Regions from separate parts of the Mus musculus genome. Here regions 1 and 2 are each linked to region 3. The links are chromatin contacts, called in public HiChIP or PLAC-seq maps. All regions are on one chromosome and are shown on one strand. The core of a region is the stretch at or near the end of the contact, and the rest is flanking DNA. Distances in the headings are between cores, read along the strand shown.

Evidence for each region. HiChIP or PLAC-seq counts read pairs in DNA pulled down with a chosen protein or histone mark.
Region 1: a FOXA1 HiChIP or PLAC-seq map of pancreatic cancer cells shows a contact between it and region 3. The contact joins two enhancer-like sites. A contact is called at or near these places in 1 of 484 Hi-C or Micro-C datasets (nephron progenitors) and 2 of 115 datasets of contacts at active chromatin or transcription factors (bone marrow-derived macrophages and pancreatic cancer cells).
Region 2: a contact with region 3 is called in a FOXA1 HiChIP or PLAC-seq map of pancreatic cancer cells. The contact joins two enhancer-like sites. A contact is called at or near these places in 2 of 115 datasets of contacts at active chromatin or transcription factors (bone marrow-derived macrophages and pancreatic cancer cells).

The regions. Positions count from the first base shown.
Region 1 is chr15:58,546,016-58,549,194 of GRCm38.p6, reverse strand. Fer1l6 (fer-1-like 6 (C. elegans)) reads right to left here. Exons shown (of 41, transcript NM_001370912.1): 3 at 762-876. Among named protein-coding and RNA genes, the nearest start is that of Fer1l6, 38 kb to the right of the region's middle. Within about 2 kb of position 1,909, at least 20 of the 459 cell types and tissues checked have an H3K27ac peak or open chromatin away from gene starts, as enhancers often do. A contact at or near this core is called in pancreatic cancer cells, where this site is marked.
Region 2 is chr15:58,565,673-58,568,806 of GRCm38.p6, reverse strand. The region is part of intron 11 of Fer1l6 (fer-1-like 6 (C. elegans)); the gene reads right to left. Among named protein-coding and RNA genes, the nearest start is that of Gm36451, 30 kb to the left of the region's middle. Within about 2 kb of position 1,601, at least 18 of the 459 cell types and tissues checked have an H3K27ac peak or open chromatin away from gene starts, as enhancers often do. A contact at or near this core is called in pancreatic cancer cells, where this site is marked.
Region 3 is chr15:58,745,752-58,748,620 of GRCm38.p6, reverse strand. No RefSeq gene overlaps it. Among named protein-coding and RNA genes, the nearest start is that of Gm41329, 13 kb to the left of the region's middle. Within about 2 kb of position 1,535, at least 60 of the 459 cell types and tissues checked have an H3K27ac peak or open chromatin away from gene starts, as enhancers often do. A contact at or near this core is called in pancreatic cancer cells, where this site is marked.

The DNA of each region.
Region 1 (3,179 bases), core at 660-3,159, 200 kb after region 3:
TAACAGTGAGATCATGTACCTGCCTCCATGCCTCTGTAACCTTCCTTATCTCGCAAAAGCTGACTGCAAATCAGCCCAGTAGAAACTACTGTATGCTGCAAAAAAATAATCTCAAGGCTTTTGAATCAGACTGATCTGAGGTAGAAGATGTATTCTCCTCAATTTTGAACTGTAGCTACCACCAAGCCCGAGCTAAAATCACTAAGCTGCCCAATGACTCCAGACATGTGAATGAGAACTGGCCAGCTATCTGGGAGCACTAAAGCCATCTCGCTGACCCACAGACTTAAGAATGATAATAAAGGTTGATATTAAGCCACTGATTTGGGTGTCTTAGCCTTGTTCTCTTTTTACCATCACAGCCAACTGACCCAGCGTGTATGGAAGCCAGCTTCTTCTGGGCCTTCTCTGGCAGTTTAGGAAACACCTCTTTTGGGAGAAACAGGAAACTAAGGTAATTAGGATCATGATGAATTAAAAATCAGGCTAAGGGACAGCTCCCAAGCCTGCCTTCTGGCTTTGTGTTCATTCCTGTGCTCCCAGCAGCACAGCTCATCCTGAAGCTAGTGGGACCAGAATTGTGCTGAAGGCTGGCCAGCATCTGAAGGTTGCCACTCTGAGAGAAGTTGAATGAACACAGAACTCTCTTCCCATCTTAGCCCTTTGGCTCCTGGTGGACAGAAACTAGGTCTCTCCAGTCTTCTGGGAGCCTGGCATACCCAGGGTGCAAAGTGAGTGGGCTAACTATACAAACACCATACCTTCTCTTTGAAGGAGCCGAGGGACCGGGTGCAAGGAAAGCATCGTCCTTAGTCAAGTCTTCTGGACCTTCCTGATGAGAAGGTCCTTTCTGTGGTATTTCAGACTCGTTACCATCTAGAGAAACAAATGAAGAAAGAGGATTTTTGTTAAGTATATGATGGTAAACAAGCCTCCACTTTCTGCCCACCACGATGGAAGGCACCGGAGCCCCTACCACTATTGAATCAGATATGGTATTAACAGAAAAGCCAGGCAGACAGATGCATAGTTTAATGTGTGTGTATCCATTCCTTTGTAAGAAGGGATAGAAGGTTCAAACAAACAGATGTACAGACTAAGGAAACCTATCCAAGACCTTGACAAAAACAGTCTCCCAAAATAAATGAAACAGTCGGGAAACCCGAGGCAAGATCCCAGTGAGTGGTCATTCTTGAGTGTGCTAGCCAGCTTCTAACAGCAAAAATCTCATGCTGTAAAAAGACAGGGTCTCATCCCTGGATCCTACAAGTCCATAGAGTGAAAGCTGAGCAGGGCCGGTAGGAGCCACTGCAGACACAGGAGTGGCTAAGGAGACAAGGAGATGATGCTGTGTTATCATGTGGGACCTCATTGCAATCATATGCATCATCACAAGAAGGAGCAGACAGAGATTTTTAAACAGGGCCAAAGACAGCTGTGGGACTCTGGAGACAAAGATTAGCCTGACCCCTAACTATCACAAAGCAAGGAACAGTACAGCCTCACCCCACCTTGTTATGGTTTAGATCTTAAATGTCCCCAAGGTCATGTGTTGAATTTCTGGTGGTCAAATCATGCCATGCCTAAAAGGTAGGAGACCTGTAAGATGTGGGGCCTAGTGGAAGGGAGTTAAGTAACCAGGGGCATGTCTATGCAGTAGAGGTCGGGATCCTGGCCTGCCCTGCTATTACTCTACAATGAATTCCTACAATGTTTGGTTCTTCTGCTGCCTAAGAACCAAGCATCCATGGACTGAAACTGTGAGCTAAAAATACATCTTTCCCTTATCAGATGGTCACCTCAGGAATTTTGTCATAGTGACAGAATGCTGAGTGATGCAGAAGTTGGAAGGGGAAGAAAGGTTCTTCAGGTTTTTGGCCCACAGATGCTGACTCATGGATCAGGCATCTAGGCATCATAACCGTGAAAGAACGCATGTGTTAAGCTACCAACTTACCTACTGTAGGGAGAGCAGGTCACTAGGGAGCCCCAAGGAAACAGATTTATAAGAACTTAGCAAAGTCAAGTGAGTGGACTGTAGTCATACCCTCAGATCTGCCCATCCTAAGGGGAGGATGCTGATGTCATTCATGGGAACAGTGCCCGATGACCCAAGGTTGCCACACATGTGCACCTTACTTACCTTGCCGTGGGTCTATGTTTTCCTTATCTATAGTTAAGGCAGGGCTGGTGCCTGATATACCATAAAGTCATTAGGAAGATAAACACAACAGTGCCCCAGCCCTGTGCCTGTCACAGCCTAAGGAAGCTTAAGTGAGTCAGAAAGATTTTCCTGATCTTTTTCCTTCTATAAAATGATGATTATATGAGGAAAGGGTCTTCAAAACTGTTTAAAGCAATCAGGTTCTTTTTATAGATGCAAGTATATATTGAATATCTCTCTCTCTCTCTCACGTGTGTGTGTGTATGTGCTTGTGTGTGCATGCTTGCATGTGTGCATGTGTTCAAATGTGTGCACTTGTGTATGTATATGTGTGCACGCATAAGAATGTATGTATTTGTATTTTTAAAAATCTCATCATCTAGGAATTTCTACCTGTGAATCAAAGCAGAACTAGATATTGGGAAGGGAAAAGTCTCAAAATGACACACTCTATGCCAAAAGCTCATTTGTTTTAAGCTTTCCGGGTGTCATTCTGAGCGATGGAAATGAGGCTTTCCCCTAGGGCATCCCAGTAGCTGTTCCCAGGACCTCTGAGACTCAACTAGAAGTGCATCAACCGAATTATTTCTAATGTGCTTTCCAGCTTTGACATTTTTGGGTTCTGGTTTTAACCAGACAACTATGCCAAAAACAAAACAAAACAAGACAAACAAAACAAAACAAAACACCATAGAGAGAGACTCCATCAGCCCACTCCCAGGCATGGCCACATTTGATTCTCTGTAGCAATAGAGAAGAGCTGGATGAAGAGGAACCTTGTTTACTGTGGTCTCAGTCAGGAAACTCAGGCCAAAGCCAGACCAAAGGGTCAGCCGAGGAAACACTAGTGCCGGGTTGAGTGGCTTGTAGCCTTGCAGCAACAAGATAAAATAAATGCCTATTCTCTGCAGATGACTGAGCCTTATGTATGCAGAGCTTCTGGCATTAGATGCAGATTGCAGTAAGCATCCTTAGGTACCTCAAAAAGTGAAACAATGTGCAAGGTTGGATGCTG
Region 2 (3,134 bases), core at 352-2,851, 180 kb after region 3:
TGTCTTCCCAAGTTGCTGTTTGAGGGTGGGAGGCAATAATGAGCAGGTGTTTGGATCCAGGAAATTAAAGATGAGATACTGAGAGTCATAGCACTGGACCCTTACACATGAGCGAAACTGTATGGCTTAGATGCAGTGCTCATATACATTTATTAAGGTTCCTTATAACAACTTTGAGTGCTGGAATCGAGATCATTCCCATGTGTTCTTTGAGATTAACATATGCTAACCTGTTGCCTTGGGGCTGATCCACAGTCAACGTTCACTTCCTTAAATAATTAGTGTGGTGGTTTGAATCGGTTTGGCCCCCATAGGCTTGGCCCATGGGGACTGGCATTATTAGGAGGTGTGGCCTTATTGGATGGGTGTGGCTTTGTTGGAGGACGTGTGTCACTGTGGGGGTGGGCTTTTAGGTCTGCTAGTGCTTAAGTGTGGAAGAGTCTCCTCCTGGCTGCCTGCAGAAGATAGTCTCCTCCTGGCTAACCTCAGATGAAGATGTAGAAATCTTGGCTCCTCCAACACCATGCCTGTCTGCACACTGCCGTGCTTCCTGCTATGATGATAATGCTATAAGCCAGCCCCAATTACAATGAAATGTTTGCCATTATAAGAATTGCCTTGGTCATGGTGTCTCTTCACAGTAATAACACTGTAGGGCAATTAGGAAACTCATAAAAAGAGGGAAGTGTTAGGCATAGCAAAAGCTTCAATCAATCCTGTGTATCTGGGGTGCCGGACACACTGAAAACTATTGGAAGGGATCCACTTGTATCTGAGTCAGAAATGCTTTTATATTGAAAGGACATTAGAGCTCTCTACTCCAACCTCTAGTGTTTAGCTTTATAAAATAAAGTGCAAAAAGACTAAGGGGCTTCCAAGGTCACACAGCAAGACTAAGTCAGCTATGGCTTAAGACCTATTCTTTACCAAGACTGCATGGTCAAAAAACCTACAGGTAATCTGGAAGACTGGAGTGTGGCAGGTCATGCGGCAGTGGTTCTCAACCTGTGGGCCATGACCCCTTTGGCAAACCTCTATCTCCCAAATATATCTACGTTACAATTCTTAACAGTAGCCGAGTTCCAATCAGGAAGTAGCAATGAAAGTAATTTATGGTTGGGGGGGGGAGGGGTCACCATAAGACGAGGAAGTTTATTAAAGGATTACAGCATTAGAAAGGTTGAGAGCCAACCAGTACACCATAGGGTAATACTCAGTTCTTTGCAAGTAGCTCTTCCTAATGGGGAATTATTTCTGAGTGAAGATTCTGAGTGAGGTGAAGAGGTATAAAAGGGTTCTCTGGCTTTGCAGCTGGATTTACTAAAGTCCAAGGAAAGAAGAGCAGGGCTTAAATTCCTTAGCAGTAAGCTAAGAGAACAAAACAGCTGTGGCCCCACAGACATGGGGTGAACAGAACAAGAGTCCTGAAGTAGGCCCCTAAAAGAAGCAACAGATTTCAGATAATTGGGTGAGAGGTGACCTTTCCTGTGACATTGGAAAATCCAGGAAATGTTTTCTTTTTGACCAGAAACAGAGAGCAGGGCAGAGCAGAGTGTAAGACTTAGTCAGTACCTATCAGCCTCTTATCTTGCAGTTTGGGGGCTGAGTTTACTCTCTGGGAGGAGGGTAAAAACCACAGAGACTAGAGGGAAAACAGGCCTCAAAGATGACAGATGTGGCAGCAATTCAGCTGCCAGGTACTGGACTTTGAGCAAGTGCCATCCATCCTCTGGCTGTTACTTTCCTTATCTGTGACAAAAGTCTCACAATAAGACCTGGACCACTTGTGAAGAGCAGACATATAAGCCCTACAAATTATAATTACAGTAAATATCTCAATAGTTTGAATTATCTTTTAATCTTTCACATCCTTCAAGTTCCAATTTCTAGCCCCAACCCCCCAATTCTGGAAGTATGCCTTGAACCGGAGAAATAATTGTTACTTAATGTGTACTGAGCTCACAAGAGCTGAGCCTCAATGTTCATCTCTCTGCTTCCTGACTGTGGATACAATGTAACCAGCTTCCGCAGGCCCCTGCTGCTATGCTTTCCCCACTATGATGGACTGTGTCTTCAAACTTTGAACCTTAAACCCCCTCTCTTGAGACTGATTTTAGTCAGTTTTGTCTCAGCAAAGAGAAAAGCAATTAGCATAGGGGTCAAGTCGTCTGCCCAAAGAATCAAACAGAGGTAAGCATGTCTTGTTGCACACTAGCCTCTGTACCATACTGATACAATTTAAATCCAGCGGTCCCACACAAAAGGCCAAAATTTTTTAAATAGCAATCTTTCTCATGCCATAAATAACAGCAATATGTAGTTCCTAACATGCCCCTCACTTCCATCTTCCTGTTGTATATATTTTTGCATACATTCTCTCTCCTTCCACAGCATAAGCTCCATGGAGTTGGGCTCTCTGTTTACTCTTGCCCATGGTGAGCAAGACTTTAAAAATGCTCACATTCCCCAGGCTGGCTATGCTCTGTGGGAGTTTGGCAGAGGAGAAAGAAGCTTTGGCACGTAATGAGACAGAAGAGGAAAAGACAAAAGAGGGTCTCCCAGCATCCAGATGTGCAGGAAGTTTCTGCTGACAGTGACACTGGGCTCTGTGACCCTGGGAAGTTGAAAAATTAAAAAACACATAGCAAGAAAGGGTTGATCTACTCTGGCTGCGGGAGACAGAGGATTTGTTCCTTACAAGAAGAAGGAGCACAGTAGAAATGTCAGCCTGTGGTGTCATGGCTTGGTCATGGCCATTCTCTCTCTTAGGTCACCACCTTCGGGGAAGGCAACCAACTACCAAGTCATAAGGATTATCAGAATTTATGGGAGGCCTCCAGAGTAAGGAACTGCATTCTCATATCAATAACCAACAAGGTACTAAGGCCTCCTGAGTATCAGGCAGCCATCTTGGGAGATGGGTCCTTCTGTCCTGTGAAACCTTCAAAAGATCATAGCCTCTGCCAAGATCTTGGGAGCTTGTCTGGAGGTTCGAGCAAGGGAACACAGCTACTCCTATACCCTTGACTGAAGACTGTTCCTCCTCTATTCCGGGAAGGCCACCAAGCTTCAGGAGGGATGCACAAGGAGTGGCAAGGGAGTAAGGGAGCACTTGCCTACCTAGCTAGATCAGC
Region 3 (2,869 bases), core at 286-2,785:
GAAAAAGAACTAACTCACCCCTCCCCGACTGACCATCAGAGATTGTGTATCCTGGAATGCTGGCATTGTAGAAATGATACTGGAGGAGGAGTGGAGGATGAGACTCCATTGGTAGAGTGCTTGTGTAGCGTGCATGAAGCGCTGGGTTTGATTCCCAGCGTGGCATAGGTTGAGCATAGTGTCACATGCCTGTAATCCTGGGACGTGGGAGATGGAGACAGGAGGATCAGAGGTTCAAGACCATCATCAGCTGCAAAGCAAGTTGGATGTGAGGCTAGGGTACACGAGACTGTCTCAGGGAAGAGGGGGAGGAGGAAGGGGAGGAGGAGGAAGGGGAGGAGGAGGAGGAAGGAGAGGAAGATTGTGTAAGGATCAGTATCAGCTCAGGACCCTCAAGACCAAGTTCTAAGCACAAAGATTTATTTGCCCCACAGGGACAAAGGTCAGGGAATAAGACACAAGGACCGGAGGTAGAAGACAAGGAAGAAGGAGAGAGGGCAGGGATATTTGTCCTGGGGGGACAAAGGACAGCCTCTGAATAGAGAGGAGAGAGAAGTGGCCGGTAGGCAAATGCAGTTTATAAAGGGGAAGCGAGAAAGTCCGAGTTGGGATGAGGTGTTTAATTTTGATCGGGGATGTTTGTTATTAGGTGAGCCAGAGGGAGCTTCTGATTGCTGGACTTCAATACTTTGATAGCTGGACCTTGGTATTAAGCCTCAGGAGGAGGAAGTGGCCAAATAAGGGACTAGACCTTGGTGGCTAGCTTTAGGACTGCCATCTAAGAGTTCTTAGTAAGGCAGAGGGAATGGGGAGAAGGGCAAGACCTGCAGAGCCATGTTTGCCATGTTTGGGCCTGCTAGAGTCCCTTCAAGGAGGAAAAGAGGAAGAGGACGAGGAGGAGAGAATAGAAGATGAGAGAAGGGACCATCCGTAGGGTGACATCTGGCTGCACTGTAAGCCACGCATAGGTAAGATGCAGGGAGACTGAGGCTGGAGTACAGGCAAACAGTCAGTAACTGAAGGTTATTACTGTCAAAGCCAAATAAAATAGCCATAGTCTGAGTCTCGCTGGGGATAAGTTTAAATTGGATCAACTGCACCATTGAGTACTAGCTCAGCTGTGGGCACCTTCTAGCTCTAAGGATGAGGAGAGCAAAATTGAGTGCAACCCTGTTTGCAGACACCCACACAGTTGCACTGGAGTTGACAGAGGCAGGCAAGCGAGGTGGCAACTGCAGAGTTAGACCTATAGAGGGGCAAAAGCCCTGTAGGGAGCAAATCTTCATAAGCCATCCTCTGCCAATCAGCTTAGGTCTCCAAACTAGCCAGGAGGAGGAGGGAGGCCGCAGCCTGTTAAACCCAGTGCACGGATCCCAGTCTCTTCTCAATTGATCTGACATTCACTGAAGTATCTACCTTCGCTGGAGGGCTGCGTGTGGAGTCAGAAGCATCAGCGTCTGTGCCAGCCTCGCCAGCCTCGCCTTTAAACTGTTACATTTCTGTTGACAATCTGGCAGATGTTTCAGCTCACCAGCCCGATGAGTCATGCCCAGAGCAATGGATCAAGCAGAAAAACAAACATACAAAAGAGCAGAAGGAAAGAAACAGCTCCTGTTTTATCACATTTATGCCCCCTAGGGTGCCTTGTCCTTAATTTAAACAAAGATCCCGTGAGGTTGGCAAGATTGTGAACTCAGCTTCTCAAGAGGCAGAAAACTAGGCACAGATGCTAGCTGGTTATCTAGGACAGAACAGGAGTCAAGTTCTGGGAAGCTAGGACCCTGGTTGGTGACCTTAGGAACACCTTTGACAGGGTAGCCGGTGTGATGCTGTCTGTACGATGCTGCCTGTGTTTTCTGTGTCATCTGGTCACTGCTCAGATGTGTCCGATGCTGAAATGTCCCGCTGTCTTTCAGGAGTGAAGAGCTGGCCCAGCTGGGACAGATTGTAAGGAGGAACATGACTCTAGGTTGTCAAGGAAGAAGAGGAGGAAGGGGGACATTGAGAAACCACTTTTGTCTACAGAGAGCCTTCTGTGGCTTTACTCTGGAGCAGGGGCAGGTTTTCTATTGGCTTTGCTAGGGGATTCTTTCTATTCTCTCACAGACAAACCCTGAGCCCAGTTGGAAGAGAATGGATAGCCGGCTCTTCAGTGTTCTGGATTCAGCATTGTAACCTGAAATAGGGTTGGCTCTTGCCATACTGTTCCTCTTGTATATTTCTCAGAGGCCACTTTCCTTGAGTTTGCGGAAGGAGAGGGAAAGGGAACTGGATCCTATTTTGATCTCCCCCCCCACTCCGGAGGCATAAAGGACATAGAAGTCACAACAATCAGAAGGTTCCTGAAAAGTCTGTAGGCCTGGGTTTGATGCCTTGTTCTGCCAGTTTCCCATCTTAAACTAACCTCCACGTACCACACTTCAATGTCCCTTGTCTTGTAACTGAACATTGTTAGCCTGACTGGTTCCTGATGTGAGTCTTCAGGAGGGCAATGGAGACTGAGCAAGCACCATGCCAGTCAGGGCTGCCTCACTCAGCCATCTTGGGTCTCATTCTATGAATGACCAGAGTAAAACCTCAGCTGTGTCTTCCCACAGTGACATTGCCACCATTGAAACACTCTATTGGGGTTCAGCCTGTTGTGTCTGGGAGTTCAAAGCTGGGTGGGGCATCGCCTGCGAATTGGGCGATATTCATGGAGCAACAATCCTGATCTCCCCACGTCTCCCCCATGATGACCTCTACCCAGAGCACCTGGTGCTGATGTTAACCCTCCAGAGTGGTCATCCAGGGCTTCCAGGTGACACACAGTGGTTGAGGAGTTTCCTCGATCCCCGTATTGCATATGCTGAGATTATCAGGGTAGGAA